2 separate regions of the Hordeum vulgare genome follow, and region 1 is linked to region 2. Evidence: chromatin contacts called from public Hi-C data. All regions are on one chromosome and are shown on one strand. Each heading gives the region's core, a stretch centred on a gene start, on an enhancer-like site or on the middle of the called end of the contact. The rest is flanking DNA. Distances are from core to core; before and after follow the strand shown. Region 1 holds the start of LOC123449433 (dehydrodolichyl diphosphate synthase complex subunit NUS1-like). Region 2 holds the start of LOC123449432 (polyol transporter 5-like).

The links. A called contact is a pair of places that touch in the nucleus more often than the background predicts.
Region 1: a Hi-C map of seedling shows a contact between it and region 2, with 6 times the contacts expected there. The contact joins the promoter of LOC123449433 here to the promoter of LOC123449432 in region 2. A contact is called at or near these places in 5 of 6 Hi-C or Micro-C datasets (leaf, seedling and an unstated tissue) and 1 of 1 datasets of contacts at active chromatin or transcription factors (embryo).

Annotation. Positions count from the first base shown.
Region 1 is chr4H:549,023,041-549,027,028 of MorexV3_pseudomolecules_assembly, forward strand. LOC123449433 (dehydrodolichyl diphosphate synthase complex subunit NUS1-like) reads left to right here and starts at 2,208. Exons shown (of 8, transcript XM_045126656.1): 1 at 2,208-2,516; 2 at 3,492-3,546. The coding sequence starts at 2,239.
Region 2 is chr4H:548,856,184-548,860,255 of MorexV3_pseudomolecules_assembly, forward strand. It overlaps LOC123449432 (polyol transporter 5-like), which reads right to left and starts at 2,345. Exons shown (of 2, transcript XM_045126654.1): 1 at 2,061-2,345; 2 at 124-1,945. The coding sequence starts at 2,181. The coding sequence ends at 504.

The DNA of each region.
Region 1 (3,988 bases), core at 958-3,457, 170 kb after region 2:
ACTGTGAATATGCTTTTGGACAGGGTCACACATGACAGTTTAGTCCAAGACAGGCACGTCTCATAGAGCCCAGTTATCAATTATTGGGCTGGATAGCATGTCCATTATGTGTGAAATCAACAGTACCGAGGCAAACATGAAGTGAAAACGTGGTCACGGCCACTACAAAAATGCATCTTCTTCTCCACCGATTATTCCTCCTCAAATCCAACTCCATTTTCTTTTCTTTTTGATGTTTTAGGGGTACTTCTTTTTGAGTTGTTTCAAATCCTACTCATGGGCCATTTGTGCCCATTAGGCCATGAGCCATGAGTTTATCGTGTGATAGAAAAGCTGATGGGGAAAAGGTCGACAAGGCCCATCTGACCGTCAGCCTAAAATCCGACGCGCTAGGCTCCGTCAGATCAGGGCCTAGCAAGCAGAGCAGCAGCGAGCAGGCAAAAGCATCAACGAGCAAGTTTTTTTGTTTTTGTTTTGAGGCAGCAACGAGCTAGTTTTTTTTTTGTTTTTTTTTTTTTGAGGAAAGGAAGCAACAGTTTTTTGTAGGTGAAGTAGCAGTAACAGCTACCCATTGTGCCCATGAGGTCATGAGCCCATGAGGCCATGACTATGAGTTTTGAGGGAAACCCATGACCATGACCGTAAGTTAATTGTGTGATAGAAAATCTCATGGGCCGGAAGAGGTCGACAAGGCCCGTCTGTCCGTCAGATCATTAGACTCTTCGCAGTCACTAATTAGCAAGCTTCTTTCGGAGCCTCTCAAAGACCACTTCCGTGTGCTGTTATTAGTCGACGTGTTTTTAGTCGTTGCCACGTGCCACATTCTTAGAATTTCCTCAGGATTTTATTTTTTTATTTTTTTACCCCTTTTCGTTTTTTTAGATTGTTTTTTTGTGTTTCAGTTTTTCACCGACCGTTCTTAGTTTTTTGATGAAAAAAAATCATTTTATTTTGCGAAAAACACGCCTTTTGTTACGAGAGACACGGTATTGCTTTCGCGAGAGGCGTGTTTTTGCCTCCGTGAGCCTCTTGAAAACAAAAAACGTGTTTTCTGTTTTTTGGCGAGAGGCACGGTTTTGCTCCCGCGAGAGGTACGACCGTGCCTCTGGGAAAGGAAAAAAAATGTTTTCTGTTTTTTTGCAAGAGACACGGTTTTGCTTTCGCGAGAGGCACGGTCCTGTCTCTCCGAAAGGGAAAAACACACACGATACGCGAGAGGCACGGTTTTGCTTCCGCGAGACGCACATAACCTGTTTGATGTAATGCACATGAGGGTGGAGAGAGGTGGAAGAAAGGTCTGACGTGTGGGTCCTCTCTATAATAACTGTCAAAGCTAACAGTTAACCTGACATGTGGGTCCGATTTGCCAGAAAAACGGTTAAACGAGCTAAATTGGACAGTTAAAAAAATTGGTAGTTTTTTGTCACCAATTAGGAAACTTTTGGTAGTTTTTTGCTGATAATTGTAAAGTGGTAGCTACTGGACACGGTTGCATGAAATGTAATAGTTTTTGACAATTTAATCAGATAAAACGATTTGAAAAAACGAATCTACGAAAAAAGAAAAAAATTCAGGTTATGACAAATGACATGCATGCAGTGTCTTGTTACAACCCAGGGGTTAGAGTGATCTTTAAAAAGAGTAGTAGCTAATTAGTGATTTCGCAGACTCTTGAATGAAACCCGCCGCACTAGGTTCCATCAGGCTGGTTGTAATGGGTAGTATCATATACTAGTATCATGCATATGATATTAATGTATGATACCACATCCGTAATGCATAGTATCATATGTTAGTATCATAGGGTAGTTCATTTATTGACATGTAAGACACATAGTAGCACATCATTTAATATGATACGGTATCATGATATGATACTTAACCCTCTCTTCCTTCATTTAATTCTATGTCACCTCATCAAAATTGCCTACTCCCTCCGTTTCTAAATATAAGACCTTTTAAAGATTGCAATATAAACTACATACGGATGTATGTAGACATATTTTAGAATGTACATTCACTCATTTTGCTCCGTATGTAATCTCCTATTGAAATCTTTAAAAAGTCTTATATTTTGAAACGGAGGAAGTACTCCCTCCGTTCCTAAATATAAGTCTTTTTAAAGATTTCACTAGGGGACAACATACAGATCAAAATGAGTGAATCTACACTCTAAAGTATGTCTCCTAGTGAAATCTCTAAAAAGACTTATATTTAGGAACGGATGTAGTAGTTGACATGCATGATACTATCTATGATACTACCATTACGGGCAGCCTGAGATCAGGGCCCTCCAGCCCTCAAAAAGGAAAAGAAAAACAGATCAGGGCCCATTGCTTTGATCCTGGTCAAAATCCTGTCGCTGGTCTTCTACCTTTGGGCAACGGGAGTTCAGATCGTGAATTCGTTGCTCTTGCCCGGCCGCAGCTGCCGCCTCCGCGGTGCCGATGCGGCCGTGACGCCGCCGGGCCTGGGGTAAGCGCGGCAGCGACGGCGTCGACCGGCGGCACGCTGAGGCAAGTCTCACCTTCCCACCCATCCATTCCATCTCCCCTCCTCTCCCCGTTGAGACCGCGAGACCCACTCTGCGTGGGCGCGCGGGCGTGCTCCTCGTCGAGCCGCACGGTAGGTGTTCGACCAAATGCGTGGCAAGAAAATGCCGACTAGTTTATCCTCGCCTCGCCTCGCTGTCCGCACCGTCCGTTCGCACGAATCAGACTACTGTAGCATGTAGGGCCTGTAGCACCCGCCTTTGAATTATTCCATCACGTCGGCAGCCGTCCGCCGCTTGATCCCACACGTGTGCAAATGCCCCCAGCACGTACACGTACTGCCTGCAATCATGCCGTCGACATCAATCAGTGGCTGAACCTTCGAATAAACTTCCTTTATCGTGTGTGCGTGGAGAACTTCGAATAAACTTTCAGAAAGCAAGCAGACAGCAGAGGTCAATATCAGAATCAGCAGTACGCATGTGATGACCCGCTGTAGTAGTACGGCACATCTTATGCTAGCTTTTTTTTGTGATTGTAGCTCTTCCTCGGCCCGGCTACACATTCGGTTCCTCCAATTCGATAGCGTGCTCCTGGTTCTTGATCCTTCGGCTGCTTTTCGCCCCATCTCTCTCAGCCCAAGCTGTGGCTACCATGGGCGCCAAGGCCATGTCAGATTTCTTTGCTTGCCGTCTGCTTCTGTTTCCATTCCCCCCCTGTGCCATTTTAGCTCCAACGCATGTTACCTGATGCCTCGTCCAGAAATAATAAATTCAGTTCAACTTCAAAAAAAATTGCTCTATGCATAGGTCGCTGTACGCGTACGGTGTCCTTTCTTCCTTCTTTCGATTTCCAGAAACTGATCTTTGCATTATATGCACGGTGTCCTCTTCTTCCATCTTTGAAAATCCAAAAATTGTACTGTGCATAGGCCGTTGCATCTACGATGTCCTCTTCGTCCTTTCTTGATAAATATTAATCTCGTGGTTCTTGGTGCAGGGAGGCATTTGTGGCCAATGAGACCACCCTACTCATCAATAAGCCTCCTCCACATGTATTTAAACTGGTGAATTGGGTTCCTCCACTTGCAACTGTTGTTAGCTTCATTTCCCGCGTACTTATAGTGATAGAGACTAAAATCTGGCGACTGAATACTTGCTGTGAATCGTGGTGGGTAACTATAACAGTGCAAAAACGCACCAGTGAGTAGTTTATTCCTTGTAGATAAGTTATTCATTGTTCTTGTGAGGGAAGGAAGACTACGATTAAGCAGTACCTTAGCTTCTCTACAGTAGTTTTCTTTGGTTTCTATAGTGCAACTGAATCGCTTGACTAAGAAGATTTCTCTGAGTTGCCTCTTTCCCTTATTTTTTGACGATCTGAGCTGAAAGCTTAACTGCTGATTTAGTCCTATGTTTTTTTGTGATATTACCTGAAGTGCTCTTTGCATATTTCTGATGATCTTAACCGTTGATTTGCTCCTATACTTTCTATGA
Region 2 (4,072 bases), core at 1,095-3,594:
AATAGATTTCTAAAAAGTGATACTCAGTTTACACGAAGCAAAACTACAGAGGTGTCCCTCAAAACAAAGTACAGAGATGAAAAATATGCAACTAACTAAGGGAACCAACAGACGAAGCAAAAGTACAAAGATGAGAGACGACTCATATACATACATGATAACACAAGCCTGTACATACCAGAAATGGTACCCCATACACACTCGTACAGTAATCACTGCCACCCGGTGAAAAGATGTGTCACAAGCTGCGCAGTGCGCGCCACGGCGAGCAGCGCAAACGGCCGGTGAACCGGACCATCTTTCTACGTGGATTCATCACCCGTGCGGAATATCATGTGATCTTCCTCCCCGTAAAGCGCTGGGTGTCCGTCCGTCTGTCCCTACATCCTAAAGTCTGGAAATCTGAGCAACGTGTCCAGAATCTAGAGCTTCACCTCCAAGATGGCTTGGACCGGCCACACACAACACAAGCACGACATGTGTACGGAGTAGATTACTCGGTGTCACTGCTGAGTGATCAGCTCAGTGGACCTCTTGCGCTCGTGGCGCACGACGGCGCCGTCGTCGGCGTCGTCGACGTCCATGTCCTTGCCGAAGAGCTTCCCGGTGTCCTCCAGGCTCTGGCCCATCGTCTCCGGCAGGAAGAAGTACATGAACACCCACCCGGCGGCCGCCACGCAGGCGTACAGGTAGAAGCTCCCGGCGATGGTGATGGCCTCGCTGAGCGACAGGAAGGACATGGTGGTGGCCCCGCCCATGAGCCGGTTCAGCCCCGTGCCGATGGCGGCTGCCTGCGCGCGCAGCCGCAGCGGGTAGATCTCCGAGCAGTACACCCACGCCACGGGCCCCAGCCCCGACGCGAACGACGCCACGAACGACAGCATCGCCGCGATGCTCACCGCGCCCAGCGCCTTCGCCTCCGACTCCGGCCGCCGGTCGAGCATGAGCAGGGACGTGGCGAGCGTGAAGAGGAAGATGGCCATCCCGCCGCCGCTGGCCAGCAGCAGCGGCCTCCGGCCGACCCGGTCGAGGAGGAGCGTCGCGATCGGGATGAAGAAGGTCTTGCACGCGCCCACCGCCATGGACGCCCCCAGCGAGTTGGTCCTGGACTTCATCCCGGCCTTCTCGAACACCCGCGGGCTGTACATCACCACGCAGTCCACGCCCGTGGCCTGCTGGATGAACATGAGCCCGAGGCCGGCGACGAGCATGCGGCGCACGGGCCGGCTCGGGTTGATCAGCAACTCCTTCCACACCCCCTGCCCGCGCGCGGCCTCGTTGGCGCGCACGATGGCGACGACATCATCGGCGTCGGTCGCGTCCGCGGGGATGCCGACCACCTTCTTGATGTCGAGGAGCCGTTCCTCGGCCTCCTCGGGCGAATCGGAGGTCCTCAGCAGGACACGGCGCGCGTCCTCGATCCGGCCCCGCATGACCAGCCACCGGGGCGACTCCGGCATGGCGAGGACGGCGAAGCCGAGGAAGACGGGCGGCACGGCGCCGACGAGGAACATGGCGCGCCAGCTGAGGTGCACGGGGAGGCGCGCAAAGGCGAAGTTGGAGACGTAGCCCAGGAGGATGCCGAAGTTGTTGAACACCTCCGGGAAGGTGGTGAGGAAGCCGCGGGAGGAGGTGGGCGCCACCTCGGCCGTGTACACGGGCGCGATCATGAGGGCGTAGCCGACGCCGATGCCGGCGACGAAGCGGCCGGCCATGAGGAAGGCGTAGTTGGGGGCGAGGCCCATGAGGAGGGCGCCCGTGAAGAAGATGGCGGCCGCCAGCACCATGGTGTAGCGCCGGCCCAGCCAGTCGGACGTGAGCCCCGCCATGAGCGAGCCCAGGAGCGAGTAGATGCTGATGATGCCGGCCAGGATCTCGATCTGCGTGTCCGTGATCTTCAGGTCCTCCTTCATGAACAGCTGCGCGCCGCTCATCACCGAGATGTCTGCTCCAGCGCGCGCACCCACACATCAAAGAACGTAGCGTGTTAGTCAGTCAGCATCGACCTTCATGCACGGTGGGAAGATCTACAGTAGCTGAGAATGCACGTGGCGACGTACCGTATCCGAGGAGGACGGAGTTCATGGAGGCGAGGAGGGCGCACGCGAAGGCGTACTTGTTGATGGGAGGGCGCTTCGCCGGCGCCACGGCCACCGGCACGGCGTCCGCGTCCGTGCTCATGGCGAGGTGCTTGGCTTGGGGATGAGGCGTTTGTGGTAACCTGAAACGGCCGTGTCCCAAGCTCGCTCACTAGCACAGTACTGCTCAGTTCTATTATTGTTTGTACTATGGTTCTAGGCGCTAGTGGCGTACGAGATGTGGTGTGGGAACCATCTTGCCCAGCCCTCGTTTATATACGGGGCTGCTGGTGAACAAGCAAAGCTAGAGCAATAAGTGCACGCTCGCTGTAGCGGCAAATTTACGTATTCCAATTAATGGGAAATTGATATGGGCAGTCGTTCTCAGGTGTATAGAGACATAGAGTGTACACTGCACTGAAGTATATATCGACCGTTGTATTTCGGTGGTCATGAGCTAGTGACTTCGATTCACAGACCAATGACCCAAGGAAGAAGTATATGTTGTTGCCCGCTGCATGACCAACTGACTTGTGACTGGCTAGTTGCCAAGGCATTGAGACGACCTAGTCAATCGTTAATTAGTGGTACATGATGATCTCCACAAGTTGGCAGCACTATCGTTTTTCAGTCAGGTTCAGAATTTTGGAGAAAGGAATTGTGGGATTTCAATTGTGAGGGGACTCCACTTTCTCGTGCTGGGAGCTCTCGCATTTCGCCGTTGATTTTTTTGTTTGCTGATAATTAGGGATAACCGGACGAAGATTAGATTACAAAGGGCACAAATAACATAGTGAGAGAAAATAGTTTTGTTGAATCATATCTAAATGTGACATAAATATCAGACTATGTCATCGATCTTACGCGAAGATTCACGTGGATATTTTTTTTTCTATTTCTGATTAAATCACTTAGATGTGCGTTAACTAGCTCATATCTGGATGTGCTTGGGACACGCCTGAGAAAAAAAAATGCTACCAACACGAAACACACTAATATAGTTGCCGCCTAAAAGCAGTCCGGTATTACTGTGCCTTCCTCTCAACCTCCACCAAGCATAGCAAAAACCGGTGCAACTTGCCCAAAGAAGGACGGGAGAGCCGTGACATGCTACGGATGGAGCACGGAACACGCCTCTCGAAAGCACTACGCCGCCGCACCGCATGCATCTCTCTCACTCCGGAAGAGAGAAACCAAACTCATTATGTGAGAAGCGGGATTGGGCCTCCCCGACATTGGTAGTGGTTAAGGTGTTCCTCTAGACTATGTGCTCTCGAGATATTTCACCAAAGAATCTCATAGAAAAATTTCCTGTAAATGTTTGGAGGAAACCAAGCATGAGCTTTGGCCTCATGAAAAGAAATTTTTGCACACCTTACAATGCATCTTTCTATGTCTTTCATTCTCTCATCTCTCTAATCAAGTAACAATCATCTCAAATTTGTTATATTTTTTATTTATATCATCAAAAGGTTAAGAATTATTGTGTTCCCACTTTTCATAAGATTCAAGTGTCATGGCATTCTCATTTTGTTACTTATGTTTAGAACCATACATTCCAAAGAGTCCTTTCATTAATTAAAACTTATGTATTGGCCTTTTCACCTCATCCAAATGAATGAGCCGATGAAAATATGTCCGAGAGTCAATAATAGAGTGGTTATTATCATATTTTCCTGTTCATGATAATCGTTTACTATCCATACTATAATTGTATTGATAGAAAACTTAAATACATGTGTGGATATAGAAACAACATTGTGTCCCTTGTATTAGACTAGCTCGTTGATCAAAGATGGTTAAGGTTTTCTAAGCATAGACATGATTTATCATTTTATAATGAGATCACATCATGAGGAGAATGATATGATGGACAAGACCCACCCGTAAGCATACCATTTGATTGTGTCACTTAGTTTGTTGCAACTACTTTCTTCATCTCAATTATTTGTTCCTAAGGCCATGAGATCATGCATGCAGCTCCCTCACACCGG